Linked DNA regions of Danio rerio: region 2 is linked to region 1. A link is a contact called in public Hi-C data. All regions are on one chromosome and are shown on one strand. The core of a region is the stretch at or near the end of the contact, and the rest is flanking DNA. Distances in the headings are between cores, read along the strand shown. Region 1 has its middle 30 kb from the start of si:dkey-7n6.2. Region 2 has its middle 130 kb from the start of si:dkey-7n6.2.

The links. Hi-C and Micro-C count contacts between places; a contact is called where the count stands out from the background.
Region 2: a Hi-C map of an unstated tissue shows a contact between it and region 1, with 4 times the contacts expected there. The contact joins two enhancer-like sites.

What each region holds. Positions count from the first base shown.
Region 1 is chr24:26,703,888-26,708,555 of GRCz12tu, reverse strand. No RefSeq gene overlaps it. Among named protein-coding and RNA genes, the nearest start is that of si:dkey-7n6.2, 30 kb to the right of the region's middle. Within about 2 kb of position 2,780, at least 3 of the 62 cell types and tissues checked have an H3K27ac peak or open chromatin away from gene starts, as enhancers often do.
Region 2 is chr24:26,808,457-26,813,022 of GRCz12tu, reverse strand. No RefSeq gene overlaps it. Among named protein-coding and RNA genes, the nearest start is that of si:dkey-7n6.2, 130 kb to the right of the region's middle. Within about 2 kb of position 2,477, at least 6 of the 62 cell types and tissues checked have an H3K27ac peak or open chromatin away from gene starts, as enhancers often do.

The sequences.
Region 1 (4,668 bases), core at 1,531-4,030:
AGACATTTTTAGGGCACATTTGCTGCCTGGGACTCTCAATGCATGGAAAATGCTCATTACCATATATTATGATTTAGAAAGATATGCAAACGAGCTGCCATAATTAAAAGCAATGTGTAATCTTCTTCTCATTCCTAAGCAGAAGTGCCACAGCACTGTCAAGAGGGAATTAGCGAAACACGAGCACCCAAATCGCAACTTTTCTCTTCTGGAATGCAGCTGTGCTAATGAACTCTGCACTGAGCATTAATTAGGTTTTAAGCTTGTGCCTCACTTTCGCTGTTTAACCCAAATTAAAAATAAGAGACGTGTGAGGCAGGCATGGACACAGGGATGTCCTGGTGTGTTTTGGTGAAAGTGTGACCCGTAAACACACGTGAGCATCAGATGCTGATGTATGTCGTTAGGGTTGATGATCAGGCCGAGTGAAGATGCACGTCAGTCCTTGTGCCTGTGAGCGCAGTCAGTCTGTGTGAGTCGCTGAGAGCCGTCAAGCCCACTTCACTTCTGTATTATCTGCAATTTACTGTCATCTGAACAGAGCCTGCTCACAGCTGAGCCCTCTCTCATTTAATTGCTCTGTCTCTCCTTTATTCTTTTCTTGCTTTCTTTTATTTTTTTCTTTCTTTCTTTCTTTCTTTCTTTCTTTCTATCTTTCTATCTTTCTATCTTTCTTTCTTTTTTCTTTCTTCCTTTTTTCTTCCTTTTTCTTTTTTTCTTTCTTTTTCTTTCTTTCTCGTTTTTTCTTTTTTCATTCTTTCTATCTTTTTTCTTTCTTTCTTCTTTCTTTTATATTTTTTCCTTCTTTCTTTCTTTTTTTTTACATCAGAATTTAACTGCACAAAGCAGTAAGTGGATTTCTCAAAACAGCGTATATAAATAGCAAAACACCAGTGATTACCTGCAAAAGCTAGTTTCTTGCTCAAAATCTTTAGTTCATCTCTCAAAACTAATTTTTTGTGTCAATAAACAAGTCAGTGCCATCAGAATGTCAAGTCATTGTGTCATCGTGTACGGATAAGACAAATTACTCAGTCATGTTGTCAATATAACAGTGTACACTGGAGGGGTGTTCTGTGGTAAATTTAACAATTTTAAATTTATGGCAATTTAGATATATAAATATATATATACAGTTGAAGTCAGAGTTATTAGCCCCCCTTTGAATTTATTTTTCTTTTTAAAATATTTCAAAAATTATGTTTAACAGAGCAAGGAAATGTTCACAGTATGTCTGACAATATTTTTTCTTATTGAGAAAGTCTTGTTTGTATTATTTCAGCTAGAATAAAAGCAGTTTTAAATTTTTTAAAAACCATTTTAAGGTAAAAAATATTAGCCCCTTTAAGCTATATGTTTTCTTGATAGTCTACTGAACAAACCATCATTATACAATAACTTGACTAATTACCCTAACCTGCCAAGTTAACCTAATTAACCTAGTTAAGCCTTTAAATCTCACTTTAAGTGGTATGGAAGTGTCTTGAAAAAACTCTAGTCAAATATTTACTGTCATCATGGCAAATATAAAATAAAGCAGTTATTAGAGATTATTGTGTTGGAAAAAAAAGTATTTTCCTCAATAAACAGAAATTGGCTTCAACTATATATATATATAATAAAAAACTAATTGTAGACAGAATTAGGAAAAAAGTATAATGGAAATATATAGAGGGGCTGCACCATGACGCAGTGGGTAGCGCTGTCGCTTTACAGCAATTCAGTGTACTTTGGTTTCCCCCACAAGTCACAAGACATGTGCTATAGGTGAAGTGAGTAGGCTAAATTGTCCGTGGTGTATGTGTGTGAATGAGAGTGCATGGGTGTTTTCCAGTAATGGGTTGCAGCTGGAAGGGTATCCGCTGTGCAAAACATATGCTGGGTAAGCTGACGATTCATTCCGCAGTGGTGATCACTGATTAATAACGACACTCAGCCGAAAAGAAAAGAAAATGTATAGAAAAATGCATTATGGCAATATATTTTGACAATTTTTTGGCCATTTTATATGTAAAGACCGTGAACAAGCGATTAAAGATTTTGAGAATTACCTAACTATTCTAGACTAACTATTCAGACTAAAATAATAGATTTTGATTAACATGACATAGGCAATTGATAATGTAGAAAACATCAAAGATATGCAGATAATCATTTGCATGGGTGTACAAAAGCATTTGCAGCTTGTTCAAATTAATTGAAACTCTTTTTTTTTGGTGTGCACAACTGACACAATCATGTGATAATTGTACAGGTAGTTTTGGGAATTTCAATTCTGATCTGAGAAATGTACCAAGAGACTGAGAAAGTCTGTAAAAAAAGGTCGGTCTGTCTGTCTGTCTGTCCATCTATTCGTCCCTCCGTTTGTCCGATCATCCATCCATCCAACCAACTATCCATCCATCCATCCATTCATCATTTCCATATATTACTATTTCTTCTCCACACTCACTCAGTTGAATGCAGTCTCTGTGAAACAGAGTAAACAGCACATGCCCATGATGACAGCATCTTCTCCTTCTCTCCTGACCTCTCAGAGGCCTCCCATCATGTTCAAACTCCCCACAGTCAACCACAGTCAGCCGATCCCCATGATGATCCACGCCAGCGCCTGCGTTCCTCCAGCTGTGTACCGAAATTCACAGAGTCAGCAGCCGCATTCATGGCTCAGTATAGGCCGGTGGGTTGAGGCATTCGTGCGCTTTCGCTGGCTCAGCCGTAACATGTGGAACAATTAACAAACTGTGATGAGAGATGTGCGCTCAAAAGTTGACAAATGGGGGAAAACGAAAAAGACCGCATTGCCATTTCTACAAATGGAAAACAACTGGCTGTGCGAGCCAGCCAGCAGAAGGAGAGAAGAAAAAAAAAACTCTCCATATTAGTTACAGACGAATACCATTGGCACAGGGAAAATATCATAGCCTGCACATGTTCAGACAACAGTGAAATCTGTGTAAAGTGGTGCGAATTGCTGTTTGTTTATGTGAGAATATGTTGTCAATAAAAAGCTTGGCGTGGATGCAGTCGGTTATGTATATGTACTCTGAATGTTGTTTAGAAGTGCATTCGGGAGTCTGTAGGCAGCTCTATAGATAGATACCTTACAAAATATGGCCTTGGACTTGAACAGAGTTGTAAATTTAGATATGTAATGGTTCCAGCATGCTTCATGTGGCTCGGAGTGACTCCAGACAGAATAGACAAATGCGCTGTAATAGTGTGTCTCAATGAAGACGTTTAAAGTATCTGGAATGCTCATTGTGCTTATCAGATTTTCCAGCCTCTGGGCTTCCATGTGTCTTTTTTTTTTTTTTTTTTTTTGCCCTAAAAAACTTGCCCATGATTCAAAGAAGTAGATCATGCAAAATATTTTTTCAGTTATTATTTAGTAGCACATCATAAATCAGCTTATTGTAAGATAGATTTTAACAAATGTCAGCAAAAATGTAAGGACCATAGCAGTTTTTAAAGAGATATCCGTAATGATTTGTAAAGAGGTTTTAATAATATTTTGCATTGCTTTATGTATTAATTTAAAGTTTAAAAGTTGATATAAAGTAAACAAAATGTAATTTAAAGTCAACAAAATGTCCTCATATTTTTAGGGTAGGTCATTATCAGGACACTATCCAACGAGCTTTCCAAAACAGTGTCCAAGATTTCTAAGGTTGTATTTTAGCCATGAAATACAAGATGTTCATCATGAAACAATTATCCCTTGTAAATGAGTAGTAAATTTGTAGAATTTCCCATCCATCCATCCTTCTATCCATCCATCCATTTATCGATGTACTGTATCTATCAAAGTGTTTTTAAAAATAAAAATTAAGTTACATATAATAACTAGAACAATTAAGTTGGGGCAGCTAGGACAAAAAATAAGTTGGAGTTACTAGAAAAATAAAGTTAGGGCAACTAGAATAAAATTATTATAAGATCTAAAAAATAAAGTTTAAATTGGGAAAAATATTTAGTTGGAACAAGTAGAAAATTAAGTTAAAATGCTGAGGAATCTAGAAAAATTAAGTCAGGGTAACTTAACAAATTAATTTAGTGCAACTAGAAAAAAGGGTTTAAGAACTTGAAAAAAAATAAGTTAGAAAATAGAAATTGTGTGATTTAACTTATGTATTTATTAAAACCATTACCTTGTGTGGAGTTAACCTTAACAAAGATTTAGTATTTTTGAAGAACTGTTTTGTCTTTAATCATGACCAAATAGTTAACATTTTAGTTAACAGTAACAAAGACTCAACAAAACATTAACACAAAACAAAGTAATGCGTAACAAATGTATTGTTCATTGTTATTTGTTAACAAACGTTAACTAATGCAAACTATTGTAACACATTACCTAATAATTTTAACCCAGGCTTATTATGCATATGTACCCCTGTATGCATTTCTGGAGAGCGCGAAAATATGTCCCAGGAGGTATGTTTTTTGGAGTTTTGTTTTCACAAATCCACCAGAGGCCGCTGTGTACACTTTTTAAGATCTCAAATTTCTCTCGAAATGCAGCCACCGAATTTATGTTAGCTACATAAATTACGCTCTTTAGAAATGTAAACGGGGGTACATATTCACAAATAGTGTGTTGAACAATTTGAAAGAAACTTCACTAACATTGAATTTGAAAATAAATTTCAATTAACACAAACTATT
Region 2 (4,566 bases), core at 1,228-3,727, 100 kb before region 1:
TGGCCCAAGCAGTTGCATTTTATTGGTGGGCTGAAGTATAAATTTAAAACATAATTAAATGTAACTTGCTCACTGAGTTTCTTCACTATAATAGCAAATAAATGAAGCAGCAGAGATATTTAAGAGTGCTCCCCTATGTTTATTACTACATTCACGCTGTTTCTGTAATATAGAAAGCACTGATATAAAGAGGATTAGAGCAGCCTATATATCAATAAGACACTTTGGCTGGAATAATTGCATTAGTATTTACTTTTCTCCACTTCATCTCAGCCTTTGCCTACAGCCATATATCACTGCCTGAGAGAGAGAGAGAGAGAGAGAGAGAGAGAGAGAGAATTCCATTCAGTCAGTGCAATCCAGAAGTGAGGATTGATAGCAAGACAGAAGTGTAAAGAATGAAAAAACTTTTTTCATCTTTTATATTTTGGTTAAGGTTTGTGAGCATTGGCTTTGTCAGTATGTGAGGCTACAGCCTTGTACAGGCTGAACGGTTCTGTTCTTAAAATAATTCAAGCAATATGAAAATCCTAATGACACTTTGATGCATCGAGTTGGGATTTTTTGCATTAGAGAAACAGGTGATATGTTTGTATTATTTGTCAGTTGTGGAGGGTGAAAAGGCGAGCAAAATGCTGACATTTTCATTACGACTGTGCTTAAATCGCATTCATAGTCATGAGAGGATATCACAGGGACTATGAATTTCAAGTGTTCTCATTTTTGTCAAAGCATGTTGCTCCCCTCTTGTGCTGTGAAACCTCTTGTGTGAAAAGTCTAAGCCAATCAGAACAAGACTCATAAACCCAAGCAATCTAGTACACTTCTTACACCTCTTTTTTAAAGGGTTATGGAGATGGCAACTAGCAGTAGTGATGCTTCAACTTATTTGTATTTTTCAGTGGAAAACATGCAATTTTCTAGAAAAAAAAGGCTTTTTTTTTGTCATATTTTGACATTTTTTACACCCTTTACACAAATATCATATACTGACAAGCATTTGATTCGTTTCTGTGTTTCAACTCAAGTTTTCAATTCAAATTGGGAAACATTTTATGTATTTTAAAGGTAAAAAAGCACCATTTTGAAAGCAATTTAAAAGTGCATGTTTAAAAAAAAGCTATCATTATTGCATTTATGTTAAAAAAAAACAAACAAACACATTATTTTGTAAAAACCGTGATGTCATGTTGATGTGCTTTATGTGTTCAGTATGTGTATGCAACAACTGCAAACTGCATATACTGTACCTATATTTCCACAGACATGCGACACAGTTTTTTCGCAAAATGTACATGTTGTGTTTTTTTATAAAGTGTTTATGTGCCTGGCATGTGTAATACAGTGTATTTACACTCACCGGCCACTTTATTAGAAACACCTGTAACGTACAAATTGGCAATATTCTGACTTTTTTGTACAAACAATTACCTGAAGCCCAAAACTTTCTTGTGCCGCTCAGTAGTCTTTTAATTTTCTGGATGTGGTTTGGAGTAGACACATTAAACACCCCTGAGATTCTCATTATTCAGTGTATTTATAGCATATAAAATAATTTTTAAACATACTTCATTAACAGCATGTAGCCTTGCTAATAGCTGACTGCAGTTGAACTGCTTGAAATTATAAGTAGCTTCTCAAGTTACCGTCTTGAAGTAGATCCTGCACTAGTTTGTAGGGTCTGATAAATGTTTTAAATTGTCAATGTAAATGTACTGTATAATTCAATGGGATTTTTATGATCCCCGTTGATGTCTGTGGTTAATCATTTAAATACTTTGTGAAATGGATATCGGTTTTGCAAAAGGAGAGCAACAGAACTCCCGATGTGATTACGCCGGTAATCATTTAAAGTGTCTAAACTTCACCTGCTTTGTTCTATTTATAAAACAGCCAGACTTGTGCTTATTATCTCATTCCTTTCACTTGATTCCTGGTTTCCTCCAACATTTTTTTTTTTTAATGTGTCAGTTTTCTTTTCCTCTCCCTGACAGTCAACCTTTACAATGAACGCATTAAGTTTTCAGCAAATTACATTTAGGCAAGCGTTTATGGTGCCAAACACTTCAGCCTTTAATCCGCTTTACTGTAGGCAGATGTATCACCCTACATTTGCTGCACTTAACATATGTAAATTTGGCAGGTAATACACATCCCGCCTGACATATTATGTTTTTATACCTGTTAAAAACACTCTGAACGCAGGATTTCTCCCACTACAGGATACTTCAAAGTAAATGCCTGCTAAGCAACATTAACAGGTGTAAACAGCGAGTCTGATGCCACTAAGCTTTGCATGACGCTTAGGTAAATTCCACTTCATTTGAAAAGCCTTCATTTTTTTTTTCCTCATGGAGGCCAGTATTCACATGCCCACATTTGCTTCTTTCTGTCTCTCTCTCTCTTCTGCTCCTGACCAGAGTTATCACATTTCCTCTGGGAGTGCGGTGTGCATGATTGCAACCCTGCCTTGTCAAAAATCTGCCCAGTGTTTCTATATTTCTTTGTGAGTCGTCCTACTGCTGAATAATGCATGAGACCTGCTCTCATTACATTCCTCTCTCTCTCTCTCTCTCTCTCTCTCTCTCTCTCTCTGTTGGTTGAGGTAGCAGAAGCGACAGCTCAGGCAGAGATGGTCACCCCTTCCCCAGCAGCCCCTGCTTCAGCTCTCATCAACTCCACTGCCCACTGCTGACAAAATGGGCTTATTTGACTCCTCACCCCATGGCACAGATGAATAATTCACTGCTGGGGAGGCGCAGGCAGGTTTGCATTTGACAGAGCGTGGACAGTGGATTATGGGATTGCGCAGAGGTGCTTCTCTCCTAGGCTTGTCCAAGAGAGAGAGGACTTCAAACTGCAGCTGGGCCCGTCGAAGCCTGGCTTTGGTAGAGTCATACGATGCTATTGGTACTATAGGAAGGATTGTGTATGGAAAAAAAGCAGAATCAAGCAGTGTCTTTTTACTGTGCATCAATACGGGCATCAAGGTGAAGTTGCATTGGAAATGTAGATATAGTCGTGGCAGTGGAACATGAAACAATGATAACATTCAATAACCTTTCAATTAAATACTCGATGGCAGAGCATATGTAATATGGGGGGGGGGGGAACTAAAGTGTTTTAATCAAAGCTTTCATCAAAGCCATCAACCCACATTTTTTTTGTTTATTTGTTTAATGGATCACAATGTACCTCCTGTTCAAAGCTATCATAGCCATGGTTTTGCATGGAGTCTCCTTCTATCAGAAAACTGCAATAAGCCATTAAGTTCCTGCCCATTCCTTTAAAGCATAACAGATAACATCATTATTTCTTTTTCTTCAGCTTAGTCCTTTATTTATTAGGGGTTGCCACAGCGGAATGAACCGCCAACTATTCCAGCATATGTTTTACACAGCAGATGTCATTCCAGCCACATCCCAGTACTCTCACATTCACAAACACACACTATGGCCAATTTAGTCCATCCTAAATCCATCTAATTCACCTTAACTGCACGTTACTGCACGTCTTTGGACTGTGGAGGAAACAGGAGCACCTGGAGGAAACACAGAGGAACATGGGGAGAACATGCAAACTCCACACAGAAATGCCAACTGGCCCAGCCGGGACTCAAACTAGAGACCTTCTTGCTGTTAGGCTACAGTGCTAATCACTGTGCCACCGTGCTGCATCATATTTAATAACAGTTTTCTTAAAATGAAATAATAATGTAGCCATCTTTCTAAGTTACTGTTATGCCTCTTCTTATTTGTGTCAAATAAGAAATCACCCCCCTTTACTAAATAGTGTATTGCACAATAAAGGTGCACCCAATACATTTCAAATTTTAGCTTTAATTACTATTTATACTTATTTAAAATAAAGATACTAACAAAGTCCAAAATTAAAGCTGGGAAGTCAGTTGGAACATAAAGACCCTGTTGTGTTTTCAATGAAACAGTCAATGCTGCCTTAAATTGCTCATTAGTTGTGTTAGGTTTGCGACAAAGTCCTAACTTGGGTTCATACCAAATTTTATATATATATATATATATATATATATATATATATATATATATATATATATATATATATATATATATATATATATATATATATATATATATAATTAATTATTATTTTGTAATCTTTATACTAAACAAAATTGTTCGTATGTGCATTACTCAATTAGCTTGATTTGGTTATTGAAAATTTTTCACGATCCAGGATTGTTTTGCTCGTCAAAACTAATCCAAGATTTCTGGTGGCTCAAACCTGCTCAGTAGCAGGCTTATTTCATGTAAACATTATTGCATTGTGTCTTTTCAAGGAAAGATACTGAAATACTAAAAGTATGCACTGAATGATGATATTTTCTTACACTAGTATAGACTTTTCTTAAACTATATAGACTTGGGAAAATAGTAAATTATAAAAAATATATAATAAAGAAAATCCACTCTAAATGTAAAACTAAATAAATGGCTAAATACTCTTGACACATGAAAGTGTAAAGCCTGCAGCCCACAAGTTATTGCGTATCATATTTAACAAACCGTTTTATTTAATGTTATTCTGCTC